Linked DNA regions of Mus musculus: regions 1, 3, 4 and 5 are each linked to region 2. A link is a contact called in public HiChIP or PLAC-seq and promoter capture Hi-C data. All regions are on one chromosome and are shown on one strand. The core of a region is the stretch at or near the end of the contact, and the rest is flanking DNA. Distances in the headings are between cores, read along the strand shown.

The links. Promoter capture Hi-C pulls out the DNA fragments that hold promoters and counts their contacts. HiChIP or PLAC-seq counts read pairs in DNA pulled down with a chosen protein or histone mark.
Region 1: a contact with region 2 is called in a promoter capture Hi-C map of fetal liver, with 2.4 times the contacts expected there. The contact joins the promoter of Cd7 here to the promoter of Mcrip1 in region 2. A contact is called at or near these places in 7 of 39 promoter capture datasets (the SN4741 cell line, cranial neural crest, embryonic stem cells and 4 more), 3 of 484 Hi-C or Micro-C datasets (all in embryonic stem cells), 2 of 115 datasets of contacts at active chromatin or transcription factors (embryonic forebrain and pancreatic cancer cells) and 1 of 9 other capture datasets (embryonic stem cells).
Region 3: a contact with region 2 is called in a FOXA1 HiChIP or PLAC-seq map of pancreatic cancer cells. The contact joins the enhancer-like site here to the promoter of Mcrip1 in region 2. A contact is called at or near these places in 4 of 39 promoter capture datasets (cranial neural crest, embryonic stem cells, pre-B cells and 1 more), 1 of 115 datasets of contacts at active chromatin or transcription factors (pancreatic cancer cells) and 2 of 9 other capture datasets (adipose tissue and liver).
Region 4: a contact with region 2 is called in an H3K4me3 HiChIP or PLAC-seq map of the SCID.adh cell line, with 18 read pairs. The contact joins the promoter of Fasn here to the promoter of Mcrip1 in region 2. A contact is called at or near these places in 13 of 39 promoter capture datasets (the 3T3-L1 cell line, the C10 cell line, cranial neural crest and 7 more), 1 of 15 datasets of contacts at CTCF or cohesin (the NIH/3T3 cell line), 6 of 484 Hi-C or Micro-C datasets (CD4 T cells, CD8 T cells, embryonic stem cells and 2 more), 13 of 115 datasets of contacts at active chromatin or transcription factors (the SCID.adh cell line, T-cell acute lymphoblastic leukemia, acute myeloid leukemia and 7 more) and 3 of 9 other capture datasets (adipose tissue, liver and pancreatic islet).
Region 5: an HNF4G HiChIP or PLAC-seq map of pancreatic cancer cells shows a contact between it and region 2. The contact joins the promoter of Slc38a10 here to the promoter of Mcrip1 in region 2. A contact is called at or near these places in 1 of 39 promoter capture datasets (hippocampal neurons), 1 of 484 Hi-C or Micro-C datasets (embryonic stem cells) and 1 of 115 datasets of contacts at active chromatin or transcription factors (pancreatic cancer cells).

The regions. Positions count from the first base shown.
Region 1 is chr11:121,036,095-121,041,032 of GRCm38.p6, forward strand. It overlaps Cd7 (CD7 antigen), which reads right to left and starts at 3,384. Exons shown (of 4, transcript NM_009854.2): 1 at 3,199-3,384; 2 at 1,942-2,256; 3 at 1,586-1,722; 4 at 653-1,056. The coding sequence starts at 3,271. The coding sequence ends at 949. It overlaps Gm11775 (a long non-coding RNA gene), which reads left to right and starts at 1,589. Exons shown (of 2, transcript XR_880372.3): 1 at 1,589-1,768.
Region 2 is chr11:120,547,195-120,551,925 of GRCm38.p6, forward strand. It overlaps Mcrip1 (MAPK regulated corepressor interacting protein 1), which reads right to left and starts at 2,533. Exons shown (of 5, transcript NM_001033231.4): 1 at 2,463-2,533. It overlaps Ppp1r27 (protein phosphatase 1, regulatory subunit 27), which reads right to left and starts at 3,938. Exons shown (of 3, transcript NM_026814.3): 1 at 3,670-3,938; 2 at 3,418-3,568; 3 at 2,781-3,135. The coding sequence starts at 3,859. The coding sequence ends at 3,012.
Region 3 is chr11:120,895,904-120,900,547 of GRCm38.p6, forward strand. It overlaps Ccdc57 (coiled-coil domain containing 57), which reads right to left. Exons shown (of 19, transcript NM_027745.1): 8 at 1,906-2,064. Among named protein-coding and RNA genes, the nearest start is that of A430102A20Rik, 35 kb to the right of the region's middle. Within about 2 kb of position 2,273, at least 36 of the 459 cell types and tissues checked have an H3K27ac peak or open chromatin away from gene starts, as enhancers often do. A contact at or near this core is called in liver and pancreatic cancer cells, where this site is marked.
Region 4 is chr11:120,821,612-120,826,034 of GRCm38.p6, forward strand. It overlaps Fasn (fatty acid synthase), which reads right to left and starts at 2,936. Exons shown (of 43, transcript NM_007988.3): 1 at 2,419-2,936; 2 at 1,106-1,241; 3 at 467-619. The coding sequence starts at 1,232.
Region 5 is chr11:120,149,337-120,153,740 of GRCm38.p6, forward strand. It overlaps Slc38a10 (solute carrier family 38, member 10), which reads right to left and starts at 2,015. Exons shown (of 17, transcript NM_024249.5): 1 at 1,644-2,015. The coding sequence starts at 1,742. It overlaps Gm11769 (a long non-coding RNA gene), which reads left to right and starts at 1,071. Exons shown (of 3, transcript XR_389232.4): 1 at 1,071-1,378; 2 at 1,502-2,062; 3 at 2,443-3,385.

The DNA.
Region 1 (4,938 bases), core at 2,134-4,633, 490 kb after region 2:
CACCTGTCCTCTGTGCCCACCTTATTCTGTTGGCAACAGGGATGGAACAGAACGCAGGAGACAAGTGGGGGCAGCTGAGAGTCTGGAGTAGATGCAGGCCAGCACACACATATTGACTTTGCTCTTGTCCTGGTGTTTCAGCAGACAGGGACAGAGCAGCTCACCACATATCAGCTGGGTACCCATACTTCAGTCTCCCTACCCACAAATGGGAAAGTGAGGGTTTCTGCCCCAGGTGCAACACTGGGAGCTGGGCTGGCCCCAGGTGTGGGATAGTGCTGTGGTCACTTCATCAGGCCCCAGGAGGGGCCTCTGAGACAGGGGCAAGTCCAGGAGAGCTACCACTTTATGCTGCTCTCACTGAGAGCTGCATCGACAGGGTCCCCGTAGAGCTGGGCCCTTAGGAACATGGCCATCTAGAATGGGTAACGTTGTTGCTGCTGGCTCTTCACCTGCATAGATGAGCTGCTCTGTGTGGGGTGTCGTGCTGAGGCAGGAGAGCTCCCCTACCCCCACAGTGCCTTGCCTTGCTCTCACAGACACTGGGCACAGAACCCTGGAGGGCTGAATCCCTGCCCTCTTCAGGTAGGAGCTGGCTAGAAAGAAGCCCTGGTCAGTCGGAGGAGGAACACAAAGCAACAAAAACAAGTGCTTTTGTTAATGTATTTGTGTGTTTATTTAATTTTTCCTGGCCAGGCGGCTCCAAGGCAGGTACCTCCCCACCCCCAAGCTTTGTTTCTGATGTCAGGGTACCTGGCTAGGGTTGGTGACAGATTGCAGAGCCCTGTGGGGGAGCTTACAGAGGAGGAATCCCACCCACCCAGAAGCACCAAGGGGGAATTTGAGTACCACAGGAAGAGTGCTGGGGAGTTGGGCGGGGTGTGGGGGCCAGCAGGACTGCTGTAAGCTCTGCTGAAACAAGGCACGGGGGACTGCAGGCAGAGGGGTTCACTGGTACTGGTTGGGGATGCATGGCGTCTTGCGGTTGCTGTAGGACATGTCTTCATACACTACGCACGGAGATTCCTTAATCCCTGAGGCACACAGTTTCTTGATCTGAAAAGATAGCCTGTTGTCACCCAGGCACTGGCCAACATGGTGACCTGGGCAAAGTACCCCTGTCTCCAAGTAACCCCTTTATTCAACAACACACAGCTTTCCCAGACCCGGGGGAATGATCAGTTTTCATCCACCTCTGGCAGAATCAACGGCAGGGAGGGCCCAGGGCAAACAGTCGAGTGGTTAGAAGAGCTGACCATTGTCAGGACCTTTCTCACACAGCACATGGTGACTCAAAGACATTAACTCCTATCCCAGAAGTTCCGAATTCCTACATTCACACAGGTCCACGCACATAGTGCACACACACACACACACACACACGCATGCACACACAGGCACATACACATGTTCACACACTCATTTTGGGGCCTGGTTAGAAGCCCCACTTTCTCCCTCTCGGCTTCACTCTCCCATTCTGTGTCCCTGAGAGATGCCTCACCCAAGGGTTCTCTGCATCTTATCATGTGCATCCTGACTGATCTCTGCCTTAAGCCTGTGATAATAGCCGTAGGCTCACACTGACCTGTATCTTCCTCAGCATGCTGCACACCACCCCAAGGAGCAGCCCGGTGAAGAAGAAGCCTACAGCAATGGCAGCTGGGAAGGAAAATGATGTCTGCAGAGGTTCCTGGGATCTGTATGCTTCTTGGGATGATTTTTCTGGGAAAATGAACACAAAGCCATTGGTAGGAGAGGACACAAGCAGGTGAGGTGGGGATCCTCATTGGAGGCCTTGAGGTTCAAGCCAGGTGTGGGCACCATTAGGAGGTTTCCAGGAAGAAATGGGCTCTGAGCAGACAGCTCCAACAAGTGCAAAGAAGGTCTCTAGCAGCCAGTGGGCTCCTGGCCTGGCCAACAGTCAGATGGGCACATCCTTACCTTTCACCACAACCGTGGTGAACAAGCCACGGGCACTGACTTTCCTGACAGCCTCGCAGGTGTAGTCTCCAGTGTCTGCCAGCTGGAGGGAGCTTATGGTGATGGTCAGGTTCTTCTGGGAACCAGAGAAATTAATTCGGCCTGAGAAGGTCCTGTCTACTGTGGGCTCCTGCCGGTCTTCAAAGTAAATCACATTGTAAGCCTGAGGCCAGATCTTCTTCATTAAGATCCCTTCCAGGTGCCCTCTTGTAGAGCAGGTGATGTTGACAGAATCCCCCTCAGAGGCAATCGTGAGTCGGGGGGACTGGTGTACGTCTGTGAAGAACCAGCCAGTTAGCACCAAGCTGGCGCACAGCACACGGTGACTCAAACACGCTAACACGTATCTCAGAGGCTCCACAGATCCTACATTCATGTATGTCCTTGCACACTCTTGAGCATCTCTCACAGCACCCGCACCCGCATGCTCACACATGCTGTCTCATTTTGCTGTGCACAGGGGCTGCACTCTCTACACCTCCAGGTTTCTTTCTCCCATTTTGTATTCCTGTGAGATGCCTCCTCCATCACACCCCTCTCTGCAGAAATGCTATAGGAACTTGGCAACTTTGTTGCATCTCAACACAAGGACTTCCCTTTTGACTACTCCCCACCCTGGCTGTACTCTTTCTTTCTCTTTTAAGTGAGTCAGTCACTCCCAGACAGCCATAGTCCTATCTCCTCTTTGCCTACTCTTTCCGATGCTGGTTTCTTCATCACCCTCCTTCCCCCCATCATTTCTAGGCATCCAGAGCCTGTGGCTCTGCGCAAGGGGCACATGTTGACTTGTTCATGGGATACTCACTCTTTCAGATTCCAGCCCCGTTTGCCGTGCCTGGCACCCACACCACCCACTTTCCTGTAGGCAAGACTGAGTACAAACCTCAGCATCTCACAGAATGAACACTATGCTGGTTTTGCACAAGAATTGTGCCTGGGAGCCTGAGCCTCCCATAATCTTATTGTAGATCTTTTACACCTTACCACAAGACTTCCCACAGACAGCTGCTCTGAAAGGGAACTGAAGAACACAGTTCTCACAAGCACCAAGGGTAGATGTTAGTCCTGTAAACTAAAGCTTTCAAGTCTCTGCTTTTCCACGGAGCTGGGACTATTCCAGGTCTAAGACTAAGACTTGGGGAAGTCAAGTCAGGGCCAACCCTTCCCCAGGTGGGTGTGTGAGATGCTCTCTGGGAGCCCTGCTACAGGGATGCTTACCTTGGGCATCCAGGGGGCCAGGCAGGATTCCGGCCAGTGTAAGCAGCAAAGCCAGCACTGCCTGCTGAGTCATGACGCCCAAATCCAGGTGATCTGAGCCAAATCAGCCACTCTGGCTACAACACATTACTGAGCACTGTGAAAGTTCACACCAAAAACCCTGAGAGGAAGAAACAGGGGTGTGGCAGTTCAATGCGATTGGTGGTGAAGCTCCGAGGGAGGGCTTCCTGAAGATGAAGGTGGAGCTTGGTGGGCAGGGAACACAACAAGCCAGGTGGAGGAAGCCACCTGACCCCAACTGTCCTCCCTGGCTGGTTGGCTGGCCCACATCTTTATCATCTTTAACCAAGAGTCTCCACAGGAGACGTCAAGAGGAAGAAGAAATAAGAACTAGTCCTGTAACCTGGAAGAAAAATTAGAGGGACTTAAAGGTTTAGAGGCCGGGAGGGAGTTGAAGTTTCCTCTGGTCTTTTGTGTCATTTTCTGCTGGGATGTGTTCAGGTCTGTGGTCTCACCTGTTGTCTGGACACACTGGGGTTTCAGCCTGACACAGCATACCCAGTAGCCTTGGCTGTGGTTGCCTTGGCGGCCTGGGTGATCCTTCCTTAGAAGCATGATTGAGCCAGATCTGCTAGGCCAAAGGGCGGCTAGGAGCCCCTTCAATAGCAATCTGCCTTCTGGGACAAAACCGAGGGCCCTGTGTCTGGTTCCCAGGTTGGGGGAGAGCTAGGACTCTTGTCAACCATGAGTTTTATTGCTGGTACCAGAGCCAGTGTGTCACACTGAGGGGTGAGTTTGTGTGTGTGTGTGTGTACAGTGTCACATAGGGACTCAAAGCAGTTCCTCCGGGGTCCTACTCTAAGGGGGAAGATGCTCCCCCTGTAGGTGGGTTTGGAATGCTATGGTGTAGACAGGGGTGCCATGCGGGGTACTTGAGGGCACATGGGAGAGGGACTCAGGTAAAGGAAGGTCAAAGTTGGAAGATTTTAGGAACAAAGGGTTGGGGAGGGACAGGTCACCTGTGGTAACACAGGGACAGCAGGTATGGAACTGTGCAGCCTGAGAATATTGGAGAGAAATACGAGGGGAGCTGGGTCAGGTGGGCAGTAAAGAAATCAGCACCTAGCCCCCAGGGGAGAAGTTCATGGAAAGACAGACTTTACAGGGAAGTAAGAACAGTCAAAGACCTAGACCTAGTCTCCTTCCTAGGATGCCCGTGGCCACACCAGGGGCACATGGACTGGAGTGCTGCCACCTCTGCAGGGCTGACCTTGATGTGGTCTTCGTGCATCGACACTTTTGACTGTTTGGGGCACCATGCCTCAAGTTTCAGAGATCATAGACACACAGGGCCCTATGGGCTGTGCCTAAGGGCTCCAGGGCTCCAGGAGGAGGTGATGACCCAAACCCCAGTGCATTTATTTTGATTGAAGAGGCACAGACTCTGTGCATCTGGGTGCTGGGCGGTAGCATCAGATGCACTGTGGTTGTGACTCTGGAGGCCACTGTCATCAGGCAGGGTCTTCTCCACTGGGCCATCTCTCCAGCTCACCAGGCAGCGTCTTTAGCTCGGGGCTTCATTTTCAGGTCTCAGCTCGAGTGGTTTTTGTTGTTGTTGCTGTTTTGTGAGATAAGGTTTCTCTGTGTAGCCCAGGCTATCCTGGAACTCACTCTGTAGACCAGGTTGGCATCAAACTCTGAGACTCACCTGCCTCTGCCTCCCAAATGCTGGGACTAAAA
Region 2 (4,731 bases), core at 1,283-3,782:
GAACTCTTTTTTTTTTTTTTTTTTTGGTTTTTCGAGACAGGGTTTCACTCAGTAGACCAGGCTGGCCTCGAACTCAGAAATCCGCCTGCCTCTGCTTCTCAAGTGCTGGGATTAAAGGCATGTGCAACCACCACCTGGCTTAGTGAACTCTTAAGACACAGCTAACAATGACAGTACCTTAGATCTGATGACCCTCAGTGACATATCCATGGGCTAGCTGTGGCCCTGCCCATCCCTGCTTCCACTGGCTACACAGCAGACACACACAGTTTCTTGACACATTTCCACCACTTCCAGTGGAAACCAGTTGAGCTGTGCACTGTCATAGAGCTCTTGTTTCGTGTTTCTTGTGTGTCACCAGCTAGTATCCTCAGGCCCCCATAATAGTCAGCAGTAAACTTGACAGTTTCCTGTTCAAAGACTACACTTCCCAGCTTCCTTTGCAGACTATGAAGTCATTTCTGCCTCTACACAGAGCCACATCCCATCTCCCTCTGCAGGCATTTTGGCCCTCTGCACACAGGGATGACGAGTAAACATGGTCCTGCCTAGGGGCAGACCAAGGTTTTCTTCCACCTCACTCTCTCTACAGCTGCCCTTTGAAATCTAACAGATTTTTTTTTAACCTGTCCAGGTGCCCACTTCCCCCCAGGCCAGAGGTCCTCCATCTCCTCTGTGTCCTCCAGACAAGAGTTTGAATATGAATATGAAGTGGCTACCACCAGAGAGTTGCCAGGTCCTCCTGCTTCAATGAAGATTGAAGCATGGCTGTATGAAGCCCATACCTCAAACAAAGGACCTCCAGCTCTTCAGTCAACATGATAATGGACATGACAAAGCCATTCTACATTTTATACATTATCCCAGTTAAAACTAACAACTAACCACTGAGTATATGGTAAATGTGGAATCAGTTAATACTTAAAACGAGGTGGAGACCCAGAAATGTCCAAGGACCAAGAATCACAAAGGCCACAGCAGAGCCTTGGCAAGGGAGGACAGAGGGAATCCCTGTGCTGGGAACTTTATACACTGTTCATGGTCCTATCACAGCAGGCCAGGAAGAAGGCATCTCACAGTCCTATTGCAGAGGATGTCACAGCTGTCACCTGAGAGCTGATCTGAATGACTCCCAGCCCCGACACACTCCAGGGCCTTCAAGGCTGCAGAAACTGGCTAGGGTGCTGGGTGCTCATTATCTCTGAGTTTGCCTCAGCTCCTGTCTGCATCCTACATCAGGTTCCTAAACTCTCTGAAATGCTGCTTCCCAGTGACACCCGTGTGGGTCTGCTCACAGCCCCTCTACTGGGAGAGATCCGGAATGGGTTTATTCTCTATAGAACTCTCCACTTCTATAGGACCCAGGGCTTTGGAAGGCAGGGTAGGGGGACAGATCCAGGACCACATCAACTCTTCTAAATACATCCAATATGCCAGGCACATGATGCTAAATGGTCACACTTTGCTACCCACCACAGTGACAATGCGAGTGGTCCCTCACTACAATCAATGGTGCAATGGCTGGTCACTCTGTTCTTCTGAAACGTCTACTATCCAAATGTTGTTGTTTCCTTCTTTCCTCTTCCCACCCCTTTTAGAAAAAAGGTCTCATGTAGCCCTGGCTAGTCTTACATTTCTGATCCTTCTGATTCCACCACACAAAGAGTTGGCATGACAGGTGTGTGCCACCACTCCCTGCTTCAAATTGTGAGGCTTATAGCGACTGACCAGCCAAGCAGGAGCCACAGTGCTGTGACAGCTCGGGCCTGCTTCCAGATGACAGTGGCAGGTCATCAGACCTAGAACGTGTATCCTATTCTTTCCCGGGACTAGCAAACTATTAGATATTCCCTAAATGGACCCAAACCCAGACTCCTTCTCCTGAAGGACCTGGCTCTCGTTGCACTCCTGTCACATCGCTGTCTAAACGTCCTGGACACTCCCCAGAAATCCACCAGCTGATCTCAACTCACTGGGGGCCTTTGCTTGAGCCTGCCCTGTGTTTGAAACATGGCGTCCAGAGGGAAGACCATTTTATCTCGGACGACCACCCCAGGATCTGGGCTGCTTTTGTCAACAGGGTACGATACTTCCGGCCACCAGCATGTCCAGCTTGCCCACAGACAGGCCCCGGGCTTGCGCAGAGCCACTGCATCAGGACAACTGGGATGTGGGCAGGGCAGGTAGCCGGCAAGGACACCGGCGCGGTTTGGGGAGGCTGGCCTGCGCAGCTCAAAAGCAGGGAGCGCCCTCAGAGGCTGCCCCGGGACCGCGGGCGTCGGTTCCCGGGGAGGTGGGGGGGCGGCCGCCACGTCCGCACTCCGTGGAGACACCGGCCTTGTCTCTCCCCGCTCAGGCCAGGCGACCCAGCGACACCAGGGCGGGGCGGGGCGGGGCGGCCAAGGTCCCACGGAGCCTGCAGCGCCCCGCCCCGCCGTGCCTCCGCGCCGCGCCTTCCTCACCTCGCCCTCCTCGCCGCCGCCGCTGCCGCCGCCGCCGCCGCTTCCAGTGGGCCGGCCGGAAGTGACGCGGCGCGCAGGCGCAAACGGCGCGGGCCACGTGATCGCTGGCGAACGGAGTGCGGCGAGGTCGGAGGCGCGCGAGGTCGTCCCGGAAACACGGGTGGGTGTCGGGGGAAGGGAGGGGTTGCCGGGCATCTCTGAACAAGAACATCGGCGCACCGGCCCCGGACACGCATTTCCCCGGCCCTGCGCTGCCAGCGAGCCCCCGCGTACCTGGCGATGGTTTTGTACTGGACTGCGCTAATCAAGTCATCATCACAGCTTGGGAATTATGTTTATTGAAAAAGTAAAAAGTATCACCATTAAAAAACAAACAAACCTGGAGAAAAAGCCAGGCCAGAGAAATGGGTATAGGGGCAAGAGGGTCGTTCCCCACAAGTCCTAACCAGCCTGGCTGCCTCACTGCACATCCAGTGGGCACTCTAGTCCTTGGGGCAAGGTGCTTGCCACTTCTCCAAGGAGGCGCAAGCCCCAAAGGGCTCTCCTGGCTCAGTCCATGCTGGTTCCTTTGAAGAGTTCCACCAAGTCTTTGAAGTCCGGGTCAATAAGGTCGGAGGGCAGATCGCCATCATCATTGGCTGCATCTCTGTCTGCCCCCAAAGAGATGAGATACCTGAGGTGTGAAGGGCAGGTGGTTAAAGCCTACTCAGCCCACTCCGGGGCCAAAAGGCTAGAATATTGGGGTCACCTGTTTGTTTTTTCCAGGCAGAGTGAGGAGGAAGAAACCTGACCCCTTGGAAGCTGTGGCCAGATTTTCCGGCTTGCTCTAATGTTGCAATCGGGTAGAAACTGCCAGAATCCCTGAGTTGATGCCTACATCCTCAGAGCCATATTTTGGGGGGGTCCACCTGGAGAGATTAGGATGAAACCTCTGAACCACATTCCATAGTCTCACCTGGCTATGTCAGGGTACCCATCACTGCAAGCGATGTGCAGTGGTGTCCAGCCTGTCTCATCCCGCTGGTGAATGTCAGCCCCGTATTTGACTAGCAACTTCACACACTCTAGGTTTCCAGAGAGCACAGCTTCATGCAGAGCAGCCAGTCCTGGGCAGGGTGGGAACACAGGGTCAAAGCTGTAACCCTCAGAAGAGGATCTCCCCTGCCTCCTTATGGACAGAAGGCCAGACTCTCAGTTATCTACTCACCTGAGGGATGGATAGTGTCTAGGGAGACTTTCCGAGCCCGGATAAAGCGTCCCACCTGCTCCAGGTCGCCTTGTCGAATGTGGTCCAAGAAGAGAACATCGTTAGGGAAGCGCACGCTCCGATCGGCCAACATCCGCCGCCTCCGCTGTCGGGGGCTGTAGCGAGCATAGCGGACCGTTCGGCTGGGCATCCTGGGATTGAGGTGGGCTATCTCTGTGGGTATGAGTGAGAAAGTGTCCCTACCAGACCAGATCTGTGTAAGCTCTCCTGCTCGACAGAACCTCGATTCCAGCTTATAAAGGGCTTGCGAGGCTATATAAAGCCACGCAGTCATGCTTGCAGACGCGAGGGGCTGAAACTGAGCTGCTCCGCGCTCCCTGAGCACAGGATCATGTTTAGTGGCTCATCTTTCAGCACACCTGTCACTATGTCCGGCCAAAGGGGTCAGATCCTTCCTGGCTACTACTCCCTCTCCGCAGCTGGACCTAGAAGGTGCCTTATAGAGGACAGAAGGACTAGGAGAGAGTCCATGAAGAAAGCTGTGGATGTGAGCTCAAGGGCATCAAGAGGGTCTAAGCTTAAAGGATGATGGATCACCTGTCTACCTACTGGGAGCTGAGCTCCCTCCCCATCTGAAGAGCACCAATCCATTGTCATTTAGGAGGTCACAGCCCTGTCCATTTCCCAATGTGTCACTCTCACCTCTCCAAGAGTAGATTCCCAAAACTGCCTTTAGGGTGCATCATACTGACATCTCAACTCTACAGACAGATCAACACTACTAGTCCTATGGGACTCACCCAGCACACACACATACTGCCTCTGTTTTCTGGACAGCCTATGGACTCATGTTGAAGATATCCAGTCTGATCCTAAGAGTCAGGGGATGGTTTCCATTATGGGTGAAGAAAGGGAAGGACCCCATACAAAGCTTCCTGCAGCTTCTTTGCCAGCTGTCTTGCTTTTACAACAGGTTCAACTGTGGTGTCAGGCGATGCTTGGCTTGGGGGTATGAGACTACCAGGTAGACAGAATGCAAGAACAGAGTTGGGCCAGAGGAGC
Region 3 (4,644 bases), core at 1,023-3,522, 350 kb after region 2:
AGTTGTACATAGGCCAGTGTGGTGGGAAGCCAGTACAACCCTAACACAGGTGCACTTGATGAAAACTTCACATCATCTCTAAAGACAAAGCTGAGGGGAAGCCATGCCCAAGCACAGCTAGAGGTCTCCACACTCCTCTGTAATTGATAGAACCAATAAGCAGATAGCAAGGACATGGGAGAGTGTTATCTACCAGGGTGGTCCAGGTGACATCTTCAGAACCCAGACCACAACAAGGGTATGTTTTATCTTTAAGTCTATTTAGACAGGTATTGGGGCAGAATACATTTCAAATCCATGAAACAGACTGCAGAGGAAATCAATCATGCTAGGTGTATTCTGCGTGTGCAGCATAATTAGGTCAAAATTACTGACAATGGTTCCTGAAGCTAAAGTCAGAGATTAGGCAATATGGTCCTAAGTTATCAACTGACTGGAGAGTTCACAAGGGACAGCACGTTAGCTGAATAACATCAGAGCTTGTTGGGTGTAGCTAGGCTGTGCTAGAAAGGAAACTTCCAACACTAATTACATCTGATAGACGGAAAGATGTCTCAGAGTTAATCATCTTGGCTCTGATATCAGAATTGATCAGAACAACAAACCAAAGCCAAAGGAAATAGGAAATAGAACAACAACCACTACCAACCACCACCACCACAACAACAACAATGGAGAAAATCAAATCCTAAGTTGGTTCTTCACAAAGATCAGCAAAATATTGATAGAACTGATAAGCCTCCAGTGAGGCTGGTCTAAGGTAAAGGGGAGGCCATCAAATGACCAGTGTCATAAGAAGCCTTTGCTATCCACTGACAGGCAGTAAGATTACAGGAACCAGGGACAGGGACAAAGTGGACAGAGGAGATCAAAGTACCAAAATGGACAGAAAAAAAAATCAGAGGAAAACCTAAACAAAACAAAACAAACAGGGCTGGTGTGATGGCTCAGTGGGTAAGAGTACCCGACTGCTCTTCCAAAGGTCCAGTGTTCAAGTCCCAGCAACCACATGGTGGCTCACAACCATCTGTAATGGGATCTGGTGCCCTCTTCTGGAGTGTCTGAAGACAGCTACAGTGTACTTACATATAATAAATAAATAAATCTTAAAAACAAACAAACAAAACAAAACAAACAAACAAACACAAACCAGTGATAAATCCAAAGAAGCTAGGATCAAAAGCCATATTATGGCCGCCATTCAGAAGTCCAGTCCACAAAGGCCCTTCCCCAGGGTGGTCAGGGCTGGCCACAGAGCTGAGGGGTCTGGATGAGACAGAGTGGAGGGTGTGGATGTGTGTGTCCATCTGGATTACATCGTCTGACTTGATGACACTGTAAGAACAGGCCCTTGCTTTCACCAAGTGTAAGTTACTACAATCAACAGGAGAGACAAGCATGGTGGGTTTTGTTTGCTTGCTTGCTTTCTTTCTTTCTTTCTTTCTTTCTTTCTTTCTTTCTTTCTTTCTTTCTCTCTCTTTCTCTCTCTCTCTCTCTTTCTTTCTTTCTTTCTTTCTTTCTTTCTTTTTTCTTTCCCTTGAGATAGGGTCTCTCCATGTAGAGATGGATGTCCTGCAGTGTTATGGGGATCAGGTTGGCCTTGAAATCATGGTACTCTGTCTGCTTCTGCAAGCTGATGGCAGAGGAAGGTGGACATTGCTCGCCACCACACCAGCCCTTGGCTGCTCTCCTTGATCTCCTCATCCCAAAGTCTCTGGACATGCCCTCTGGGCTTGGATGTTTGCTGTCCTTACTACCACCACGATCTGCTTTCAAACCATTGACCATTCCTCCCCCAGGGAATGCAGGGCCAAGTTTGTTTGATGTGGTTTCAATCCTGAGGACCTGTAATGGTTCTTGTCTGCAGGAAACACTCAGCATGGGTGACTGCCTTGGGAATGGTACCTGTCTATGTCCTGTTGGAATCTGGCCACCTGTGCCTTGAGCTTCATCTCTTCTTCCTGCAGCGTGTGAATCTGAAAGTCTTTGGAGACAGTCTCCTTGGACATCTGCGTGATCTGGGCGTCCCAGGCAGCTTTCAGAGCTGCCGCATCTTCACGAAATCTGCACGGGAAGAGTTTGGGAGTGCAGTGAGCGTCTCCTGTTCTCTCTCGTGCTCCCATACAGACCCAGAGGAGCACACACACAGTTGGCCAGCCCTCTCAAAAAGCCACATTAGAAGGCAAACCATTGCCTAATTTAAGACCATGGTTCTACTCAGGAAGAAACATCCAGCAGCCAGCCAAGCTACTGTTAACTAATTGACTATAAAGGGCCAAATTACGCAAGGGGGAAAGGTGATCTGTACACACAGCCTGTGGGACTGAGGAAGTGCTGCTGGTGAGTCACCTCTGCATCTTTCACTGTGCCCAGTCCAGCACCTAACACACTTCAAGAAGACTCTAGAGGCCACACATTAGCTTGACAGTCAAGTGTTGCTGGGCAAACCGCCCAAACACGCAAGCTTTCCCAAAAAACACACATCAAGTGACACTTTCAGGAGAGGCCATCTAACCAAGACCATCCCTGCTCACGGAAAACCTGCCTTTGTCACACGGTGCACCAAAGACCACACCCCTGGGAACAGACCTTCTGGGGCTCTGTGCTGATGGGCTGTCCCGTGTGGGCATGACAAGCAGAAGGTGAGTAGCTGCCCTGAATCAAGAGCCAGGTGTTGAGTCTCAAACCTGCCCTGGAACAGCATGGAGAGCCACTGTGCCACATCTCACACGCTCTGGGAGTACTGAAAACAGGACACACGAGGCAGCCACTTTCAGTCACTTTGGGCAAGCCCACCTGACTCTGCCTTCTGAGCCGGTGTCTGGTACTGAGGAAATGCTCCTGGAAATGCCCTCAGCAACACTTCTCACCAGGCTGCTTCCCAGGCCGGCATTCCCAGGGTCAGCACAGAAACACCTGGTCCAGTGACCTGTGTCCACTGTGGCCTCCTTCACATTCTACCTCCTTTCCCCAACACGTGGCCTGACTTAGCTGCCAGTATGACTACTGCCGTCTTACAGTGAAGACCAGTAGACTCTGACTGCTCCAAGTGGAGCAGACATGCCACTAGCAAACCTGTGTCTTTATCCTAATCATACATGTGTGCAAACCCACCGAGAGGGCAAGCACTGAGCACTGAGGTTGTCACAGAATGCCAGCACATGCTGGACAGAGGTGGACTGGTCACCAAACTCCCCACAAGTAAGAAGAGAGATTCAAATTTGGGTTTTCTGAACATGTTCTTTTGAGATGGGGTTTCAGTTAGCAGCCTAGGCTGGCCTCACCTTAAGAGCTCTGAGATTACAGATACATGTCACCCTGCCCTGTTTTCTACTGTCAGGGAAATGCCCTGTCTGTAGTAGTAACCCCCCCCCCCCTTTTTTTTTTGGTTTTTTTGAGACAGGGTTTCTCTGTGTAGCCCTGGCTGTCCTGGAACTCACTTTGTAGACCAGGCTGGCCTGGATGTGACACACTATAATTCCAGGAAGCTAAGGCTGGAGGATTATGAGTTCCAAGCTAGCCAGGACTATACAGAGTGAGACCCTGTCAAAACACAAAGTCATTTAGTTTAAGGCTTCAAGAGGAGGCAGGAAGCAGCCAGGCTCTGTAGGGCCCTGCCACTGCAAAGGAACAGCAATGAGCCAGCATTCGTTCCTCGAGGCAGCCACAGCACAGCTGGGCATCGTTGGCTCACTATGGTGAGCTGCTTGGGTTTCTTACAAAATAAACCAGAGCACACTGGACTTAACAAAGCAGTACCACCAAGCTTCTCAAAGTACAATTGCTAGTTTTATTTTTACTTTATGTCTGTGGTATTTTGTCTGCATGTGTGTTCCGAGGACTGAACTCGGACCCTTGGAGGAGTAGCCATCACTCTTAAGCACTGAGTTATCTAGCCCATGTAGAATAAGCTTTAATTTCCTGATACTACACAGGTCTAAGAACTACTTCTCCCCATAGTAGAAGTGTAATTTGGGTAGCAATTTGTCTGCTTAAAAAAAAGGGGTGGGGAGTGGGGGCTGGAGAGATGGCTCAGTGGTTAAGATCACTGACTGCTCTTCCAGAGGTCCTGAGTTCAAATCCCAGCAACTACATGGTGGCTCACAACCATCTGTAATGGGATCTGGTGCCCTCTTCTGGTGTGTCTGAAGACAGCTACAGTGTACTCATATACATAAAATAAACAAATCTTTAAAAAAAAAAAAAAAAGAGGGGCTGGTGAGATGGCTCAGCAGGTAAGAGCACCTGACTGTTCTTCCAAAGGTCCTGAGTTCAAATCCCAGCAACCACATGGTGGCTCACAACCATCCCTAACGAGATCTGACTCCCTCTTCTGGTGTGTCTGAAGACAGCTACAGTGTACTTACATATAATAAATAAATAAATCTAAAAAAAAAAAAAAAAGATAAAATACCCTCATCTAAGCCTGGGAATGTTAGCAAATACCCGACTTCAGTGTTCCTTTGAACACTGCGTCCCTGTGTATTTCCTCACTGCCCAGGATGGGGCTCAGCGCCGCACACCCAGTGCTATACCTCTCCAGTGCCCACAGTTCTTGACACGAGGCACAAGCAGAGCAGGTTGTCCAAACACTCTGGCTTGAATTAAATATTGGGAAGGAGCCAGTGTCCTGGAGCACACCTG
Region 4 (4,423 bases), core at 1,686-4,185, 270 kb after region 2:
GTCCCAAGCAGTAGGATCCAGAATAAGAGACAGCCAGTGGGACAGGGTTGTTGCCAAAGCTCGAGGCTGAGCCCCTGCAGAGCTACCTGCTGTAAGCCCCGCCCTCAGCCCAAGAACAACCAGACATTGGGGAGTGAGGAAACTAGGGTAACAGGGCGCGCCTGGGACACTTCTAGTGTGCGGTTGTGAAACTGTGCCCTGCTCAGGGCCCCCGCCTCCTGAGCCACCGGCCCTGTATCAGGATTGGGGACATAGCTAGAGAGACCCATGCCAGGCCTGTCTCTGAGCCCTTGATGTCTCAAGAGCCAAAAAGATATTATTGTTGCATCTCCTTTTCCTTTTAACAGTACCAGGAATGAAGTCCAGGTTCTTGCACACACTAGACAAGTTGCGCTACCACTGAACTATGTCCCCAGCCCTCATTACAGTATGTTCTAAAAAGGGTAGGAATTCCCCAACAACCCACCTCCATCCACAATTGCTTCATAGCTGACTTCCAACAGCAGCCGAAGCTGGGGGTCCATTGTGTGTGCCTGCTTGGGGTGGACCCCAAAAAAGGAGGCGTCGAACTTGGAGAGATCCTTCAGCTTTCCAGACCGCTTGGGTAATCCATAGAGCCCTGAGGAACATCACAGCCTCTGAAGCCAGGCTCCCAGAGAGTGACCCAGACTCACTGCTAGTGAGGAGTCCCAAAACAGCCACATGTGGGTGACCCAGAGCCAACCCTGTAGGAGGTGAGGCTGGCGACTGGGAGACCCTCTGCCTGCTCCCAGGCTGGCCAGGCCAGCCCAATGCTGACTCACACCTGTCCATCAGGTAGAGCTGCTCTGTGGCTCTGTTAGAGCCCATTGGGTGTGAGAGTCATCTTAGACACCATCTGCCAGCTCAGGGCACAGGCTGCAGATGAGATATCCAAAGGGCCAGCCCCCTTCTATGATCCACCTTTGGTGTCCTCCACGAGGGATCAACCAAGTCACCTGTCCCTTTTCATTCTGACCGGTTCTCAACCTCACAGCTAGCTCTACAGGGAGTTCCCTGTCTCCAGAAGTGCCTTGGTCATAAACTCTCAGACCATCCTGCTGCATGATCCCGAGGGGACACTCACCAGCCTTCCATCTCCTGTCATCATCTGTGACCATGTCCACACCACCAATGAGGTTGGCCCAGAACTCCTGTAGGTTCTCTGACTCGGGCAACTTCCCCGACATACCGGCTATCACCACCTCCTCCATGGCTCTTCTCTGTGGGGGAAGATAGCATGGTGGGTCTCTCACAGTCATTCCCAGCTACAGCCACCTAAATCCACAGGTAGCACACCTCAAGACTTTCTGAGAGCAAGGGCTCAGAAAGCCCCCAGTGGAAACTAGCAGAACTCAGCTGTAAACAACGGATGAGCTGAGTGCTTAGGTCTCCTTGCACTGATAGCTACTTCTGAGATTGTCAGCCCTTCCAGGGTAGACACTTGACCTGGCCTGACCCTACCATGTTTTGCCAGAGCTACCTGGGACCATAGGATCTCCAGTTGCCTACTGGATGCTCCATCCCAGGCTAGTCAAATCAGGAACTTGCAAACAGAAGTGGGGCTTCAAGAAACAGGGTCTGGGGCACTCTCACCTTAAGCCACGGGGAAGCCAGCGCGCTTCCCTTTCACGAAGAGGGTGGAGACTGACTGCCGTTCAGTGCCAGCCAGGACGCCAGGCTTGGTTAGGACCCAGAGGGAACAGGCCCGACAACTAGTGAGTGCCCAGGCCTAGCAGGGCTGAGGCAAACCGATCCCCTGCCAATGGACCCTTTCAGCAAGGTCCGACCTGGAATACTACTCTCAGCTTGGTGCGGTTAGGGGAAAGGTGAAGCCTCTCGCCATCTGGTCGAACACTTTGTAACCTGGCCGAGGCAGCAGAAGGATCTGCTAGATCCTCCTGTCCCTAAGGCACTTGCCCAGGGCAGTTCAGGCCTTGCAACCGTAGTCCAACGAGAAGGCTTCCGTGCCACCCAGCCGGTGAGGCCTGGATGGTCTGATGACTTCCGCTGAGGCCCCTGGGGCCTCGTGCGCACCCAGACCCGCATCTGCCTTCTCCAAGCTGAAGCCCGGGTACCACCGCGGCCTCCTGCGCCCTGCCAAAGCCGCCCAGTGCGAGTGAAGGCCCCGGCCCCATCCACGAGGCGCCCAGACTCCTGCACCCGGTTGGCGCGGCGCCCACGTGACAGCGGCCCGCCGCGCTGGCTCTCCGCACACCCCTCCCGCGCCCCTCTCGGCCTGATCGCGGAGCTCAGCCCGGTGGCTGGCTGTCGGAGGGGCGCGGCGGCGCTTTTGTGAGCGCAGGGGTGCCGAGGATGGGCGCCCGCCTATCCTTCCACTGGAGCCGTGGCATCCCGACACCGGCCTGCCGCCCCGGAACCCCGAACGCAGCGGCGTACCTGTCTGGGCTCTGGAGGCAGACGACAAGCGAGGAGCGCGGCAGGCGAACTGGACGGGACGCCGCTGCCGTCTCTCTGGCTCCCTCTAGGCCGCGCCGGCGCTATTTAAACCGCGGCCATCCCCGCGCGGCCACGCCACATGGGCTGACAGCTTGGCTGCGCCGCCCAGGCCAATGAGCGTCGGGGCTGCGCCCCGGGACCCGGCGCGCCGCCGCCGGTGGGGTGATGCCCGCGCGCGCCGCCCCCAGCCGGGACCCTGCACGGGCGCGCGCTGGAGCACAAGGAACGCGCAGCCCCCGCCTGCTTCCGTCCCCGCCCCCGGCCTCGCGCGGGCCACGCGGGGCTCATCCCGACGCCCTCATCTCTGTCCTCCCACCCCCACCCCCTCGCGGCCGGTGCCAGGTGTGCACTGTGCGCGCGCAGTGTGGGTCGGGCGTGCTTGGTCACACTGGAAACTCTGCACTGAGGAGGACACCAGGGCCACGCGGGGGGACAGGTCCGTGTCGCTGCGATTCCACGCCGCGATCGTAGCGCGCGCGGAACCGAGGGGCGTGGCCTGCTCCACATCGAAACCAATTGGACACCGAGGCCGTTCTCGGTGGCCCAATGGCGGCGCGCGGGTGGGCGTTGCTAGGCAATAGGGTGATGGGCCGGCAACAGCGGCAAAGCACTTCGCGGGCCCCCGCGCAAGCGCGGTCGTTGACCCTGGCGGAGGGCGCCTCAGGCGGGGTTACTACCGGTCATCGTGGCCCAGCTTTCTCGGACTCCCACCCTCTGTGGCCACCTTGGAGACCAGGATGCGGGCAGGGACGGGAGCAGTAGGCAGGATAGGGAACACTGACGGGCGCGTGTGGCGGCCTCCGGAGTCCGCTCAGTGTCCAGGCGCGGCCATCTGGCGAGCGGGATACCACCCCTCCCCCGCCTGGTGGGAACAAAGGAGCTGCTGCGCGCCTCCCTGAGTTTCCGGGACCCTCTCCCTCCCTCCCTTTAAATTCCTCTTTTCAAAGGGTTATCGAATTTGGGGGCGGGGGATGACAAAACTCACCGTCCAAAAAGACACAGACTTCTCAGGGTTGGGTCCCTTGAGTGCCTAGAGAGGTTGTTCCCTTCCCTCCTGTCCTTCCACTACAGGCCCAGGCCACTAAGACTGACCTCCTTATGGGGTAATGGCCCGGGAGTGGGGGGGAGGGGGAAGGGGGCTAGTGTCAGTGGTCCTTGACTGCAAGTCTATAGCAAAAGCCAGAGCCTCAGAGCCTTGCTTGTCAACCCTGGCTTCTAGCTTCTCCAACTTGGCTATCCACCCAGGCTTTCTGTGGAAGGAGGCTAAGCAGGGACCCTGAAGGGCAGCCTATAGGACTGGCAGGTGTATTCTGCCCATAAGCTGGCTTGCCCCCAAGCTCTCCCATTTTGCCCCTATGCCTTTGTGGGTGTCTTTGGGTTTCAGGGCCAGCCTAGGAAAGTTTTACAAAAGGCCTGTACACATACTAGCCAGAGCAGTCCCACCCCAGCTCCTGGTGCCTTGAGATAGGTCATGTTTGCCTTCTCACTGGCCAGGCTGCTGGCCAACCCTAAGTGGTCAGCAGAGCTCTGCCCTCTGCAGCTGTCAGGGTCTCAGCTGGAGGAGATGTAACCCAGGGATGCAGAGTCTGGGCCGTGCACAGAGCAGGATGCTGAGGGCAGAGCAAACTTCTCTGATCATCTTTTCACCAAAGGAAGTTGCATGGCTACATCTCAGAAACACGTGACAAACAAAGTGGATTGCCAGATGTGGATATGAGAGAGCCACGTCAGGATGGCCTGCCATGGCCCCTGCCAGTCGTGAAAACAGCACAGTGTACCTAGGTGGGCTCTTGTAAAAGCATCCTATGGCTCTCTCTTTGCATATGCACCTTGAGAGCTACCTACTACAGACCCACAGCAGGAGTGATCTGCAGATGTCTGCTACCTAGGCCTGAGTTATTCAACTGGCATCCAAGACCACATTACTGAGTGTGGGCTTCCCTGT
Region 5 (4,404 bases), core at 765-3,264, 400 kb before region 2:
CCAAGTCAAACCAAGCCACATCCAACCTCTGGCACAGTCGAGCAACAGGTAGTCGTCTTCTGGTGGGTGGGAACAACTAACTGGTAAGTGTGCCAGCATTATGGAATTCCTCAAGTGTACAGTAAGGTACATATGTTCCTTTACCTCATGAAAATTCATCAAGTGTGCATTTAAAATATATGCAGTTTTCCACACACTAAATACAATAAAATGTTTCTCCTTTTTAATTGCCGGAATCACTAAACAAACTAGCTCTAAACCCAAAGGTTTGTTTTTTTTTTGGTTTTTTTTTTTAGCTCCCCCTAAACACTAAGACATTCCCCACTCTGCTGGACTCATGGCTTTGCCCCAAGGCTCCGGAGGAGATAACAATCTAGTGATAGGAACTGACAGGTTTTAGGCACAGTTTGACTGTTTCTGGTCTCTCTTGCACTGGGTTCCAAGCTCTCCCCAAGCAGATCTTCACTGGGCTCATCATCTCCGTTTGCTCTGGTAGAGGCCTAGCACCTGTGCACAGCCAGGCTCCACAAGAGACTGCTCAACCACCTGAGCCCAAACAGCTAATTTCCCAGTCAGCTATGACAGACCCCAGTAAAGGGTCAGTCACACTTCACAGACAGGCAGCAAGGATGACAGAGTTCACTTGGAGATTCGAAACCAGCCAACACTCAAGTCCCAGGATGCAATTCTGCTGACAGACAGTTTCCATGGACACTGGGACACGTAGGCACTCCAAAGACACCCAAAACCATCCCCCAACAACTCAACACTGGGGTTCACAACACAGATGTCACCCCAGAGGATCTAGCTCTGTCCTCCTGTCTACATCTATTAACCATATCAAATACCCTACCCGGGAACCCTAGATACAGTCTCAATCAGGATAGGTTGTTGAGGATCAAAAACTCATTGATTAAAAAAACTTGTTTTCTATTTTTAGCCTGGGATGTGAACGACAAAACACACGAAGTAGTTGTTAGTCTACTATTAAATTATCAACAACCCATTTTCACTTCCAAATGTCTATCCCGGATTAATCTTCCACCTCATCTCCTGGGAGTCATCAGATAGGAGGAGTGGTCTCTGCCTTGATAACCCACTGTTTCAATAGAACAGGACAGCAGCCCGCGTGGCATGGATGAGCGACGGGGAACCCCGCCACTCCCTTTGTTAAGAGAGTCATTACCCAATTTGACGTTTCCATCTGCTTCCGCAACTCACTGGCAGACACAACAAAGCCACGTAGAAATGACCATCTTTTCATGTGGCATTCAACACAGAAATAACACCAAACTTTTTTGTATGCCGGCTTTTCCAACTGCGGTGACACATGATACAGATCAGACCAAACGAATGCTTTAAATCGCCTTGAGTAAAGGTGAGTAGCCGAAGCCGAGGACCGGCATGCTTCCGTGCCATGCAGTCGGTCAGAGTCAAAAACAGGACCAACAAAACCACTATCAATCCGCTAACGTATCCTTCTCTGTGCCTTTCCGTACAGTGTGAGCAACCGCTGAGCGCGCAGATCCGGACCGCGACTCGCTTCGGGGACGTTGCTTGGGTCTCTTCCCGACCCGCGGTGCTCACACCCCCTTCCCACCAAACGAGCACTTCAACCTGATGCCCCCGCGCCCTCGACTCACCTGCTTGAAGCAGAAAGGCATGGTGAGCACGCTGACGCCCACGATGCTGTTCACCACGTTCGTGATCAGCCCCCACTTGGAGGTGGAGGCGGCCGTCATTTTGAGGGTCTAGGGACCAGGACAGAGCGACCCTAGATAACCCTAAACCTGAAGCAGGGGGGGCCGCGGACAGGCGTCGCGAGGTCAGCCTCCAGACCCTGCCAGGCTCCGCAGCAGCCTCATAGCCATGGTTCCAGGTTCCCGCCTCCGCCTCCCCAGAGTGAAGCGGGAACCCGGAAGCGCCGCAGGCAACGCTAGCAACACCTCAGCTCCGCTTCGCTGCCTCCGGCACCCAAACTTCCGCCTTCGGAGCCTACTCTACCAGGAAGTGACGGTATCAAAGGGCGGGATGAGGCGGGACGCCAGCCAACTAGAAGTAGGTGTGTATGCCCGAGGAGGCGTGGTTTGGGTGGGCCCAGAGGCGGAGCTAGGCGTAACTCTGGCCAATAAGAAGTATGTGGGGGGAGGGACGGCGGGACGTGGGGCGGGGTCTGAATCAGGGCGGGGCTACAATCTGGGTTAGGGGTTCCAGGCTTAGACTAGTGACTGTGGCCGCTGGTAGAAGAGTCATTTGCTGGGTACAACCTCTAGTGGAACAACAGGAGAGAAAGAGAAGGACTACCTTTCAGGTGAGGAGTGGGCTCTTGAGGGTTAATTTTCAGGTCCTTGCGCACAGGAAGGATTTTGGGTCACAATTGGAGGACCTGTCTAGACTGAATGCCAACTTATTGGGACAAAATTAGCACTTAACGTTTTACAGATAAAAATCATCGGGACACCGGGAGGTTCAGAGACTCAGCAAAGTCACAACAGCCTGGAGGAGGGAGCATGGAGATGTGTCTGTTTGATACGCTAAGTGGGTGAAAATGGTCTACTGCCCTAATATGAAAGAAAACCAGAGGAAAGGTAAAAAGGAGAGACTAGGGAAATCTAGGATTTCAAGAGATGGTGGCTTCTGTACTGGAAGGACTAATGAGAATTCTTCCTGGAGTAATGGACATTAAAGAGACTAGAGAAAAGAGAACGCTCCAACACCTAAGTGGATTACTGGCACCTGGCAGTGTTCTTTATGGTGGTGTCTGTGGTGAATGAAGGCCTAGGGACCTGAGGTCCAAGAAAGACCCCACAATGATTCCAGGAGGCCAGAGCTGTGCATGCAAGGAGGAACTTCAAGCTGCCTAAAGAGGCTCTCCTAGAAAACAATTTGAGGCCCATGCAAGATCTCAGACAAGGGACAAATTCTTCCAGCATCAGGCAGAGCAGCTTCTAGAGATGAGAGAGAGAGAGAGAGAGAGAGAGAGAGAGAGAGAGAGAGAGAGAGAGAGAGAAAGGAAAAGCTAGAAAGAGCAATTGGTGGCATGAGCCATTAATCCCAGCGTTCAGGAGGCAGAGACAAGCAGCTCTCTTGAGTTTGAGGACAGCCTGGTCTACATAAGTGAGTTCCAGGACAGCCATGGCTACGTGGAGAAACCCTGTCTCGAACAAAAAAAAAAAAAAAGGAGTAATTGAATACAAAGCCAGAATAGGGTTGGAGAGATGGCTCAGTGGTTAAGAGCACTGACTGCTCTTCCAGAAGTCCTGAGTTCAGTTCCCAGCAACCACATCATAATGGGATCCAATGCCCTCTTCTGGTGTGTCTGAAGACAGCAACTGTGTACTCATATACATTAAATAAATAAATCTTTAAAAAGAAAAAACCAAAATACTAAGTGTCTGTATTCATCGTTTGTAAGTGAAGTCATTGTCCACAATCTATCTGACCCGTTTCTGTGTTTCCATATTCATGTATCTGATGTTCATCCCTAAGAAGGGGCTGCTCAGGGCTGGAGAGATACACTGACTGCTCTTCCAGAGATCCTGAGTTCAATTCCCAGCAACCACATGGTGGCTCACAACCATCTGTAATGAGATCGGATGCCCTCTTCTGGTGTGTCTGAAGACAGCTACAGTGTACTTAGAGAGAAAGAAGAAGAAGAAGAAGAAGCAGGTAACTTTTCAGTTCATCATGGGATTGGGAACATAGACATAAACATGGTGATAGAAAGCCATCTTACACTTTGGGAACAGGGCAGGACCTGAGCAGAAGTGGAGCAACAGGTGGGAAGGAGCCTGGAGGTCTAGACACCATCACAATCACAAAGCAGGCCACTCTGACACTCCCTCTCCACTCTCTCCTAGTGGCACCATACAGTAGAGACAATCTGATTTAACTACCTGTTGTATTCTGTTTCGTGAGCTAAGCTCTAGGCTTACTAATTCGTTGTGCATGAATAGGGAGAGCGTTTTTGCATCTTTAACTGTCCCAGCTTTCTCACGCAACCTTATTTACAAAAATTCACCATCATCTTGAATATGTGCTATGAATCATTCATTCTTACTACTGACATCCCATAATGCACGCATACCCTTTCTTCTGCTCAGGGCACCTGAGTTGTTTCCAGTTATTTTCCACTGAAACGAATGATTCAGGGCTATGATGTGGCTCAATTGGTAGAGTACCTGCCTAGTATGCAAAAAGTCCTGGGTTCCAGCTGTGTAAACTGGGTGTGGTAGTATATACCTATGGTTCCCAAACTGAGGCAGAAGGATCAGAAGTTCTAGGTCATTCTCAGGTATATAGTGAGTTCGAAGCCAGCCTGGGCCAAAGGAGACGCTGGCTTTAAAAAAAAAAAAAAAAGTTACAACAAACACTAATCGTTTTTGGGTTTGTTTTTTTTTTTTT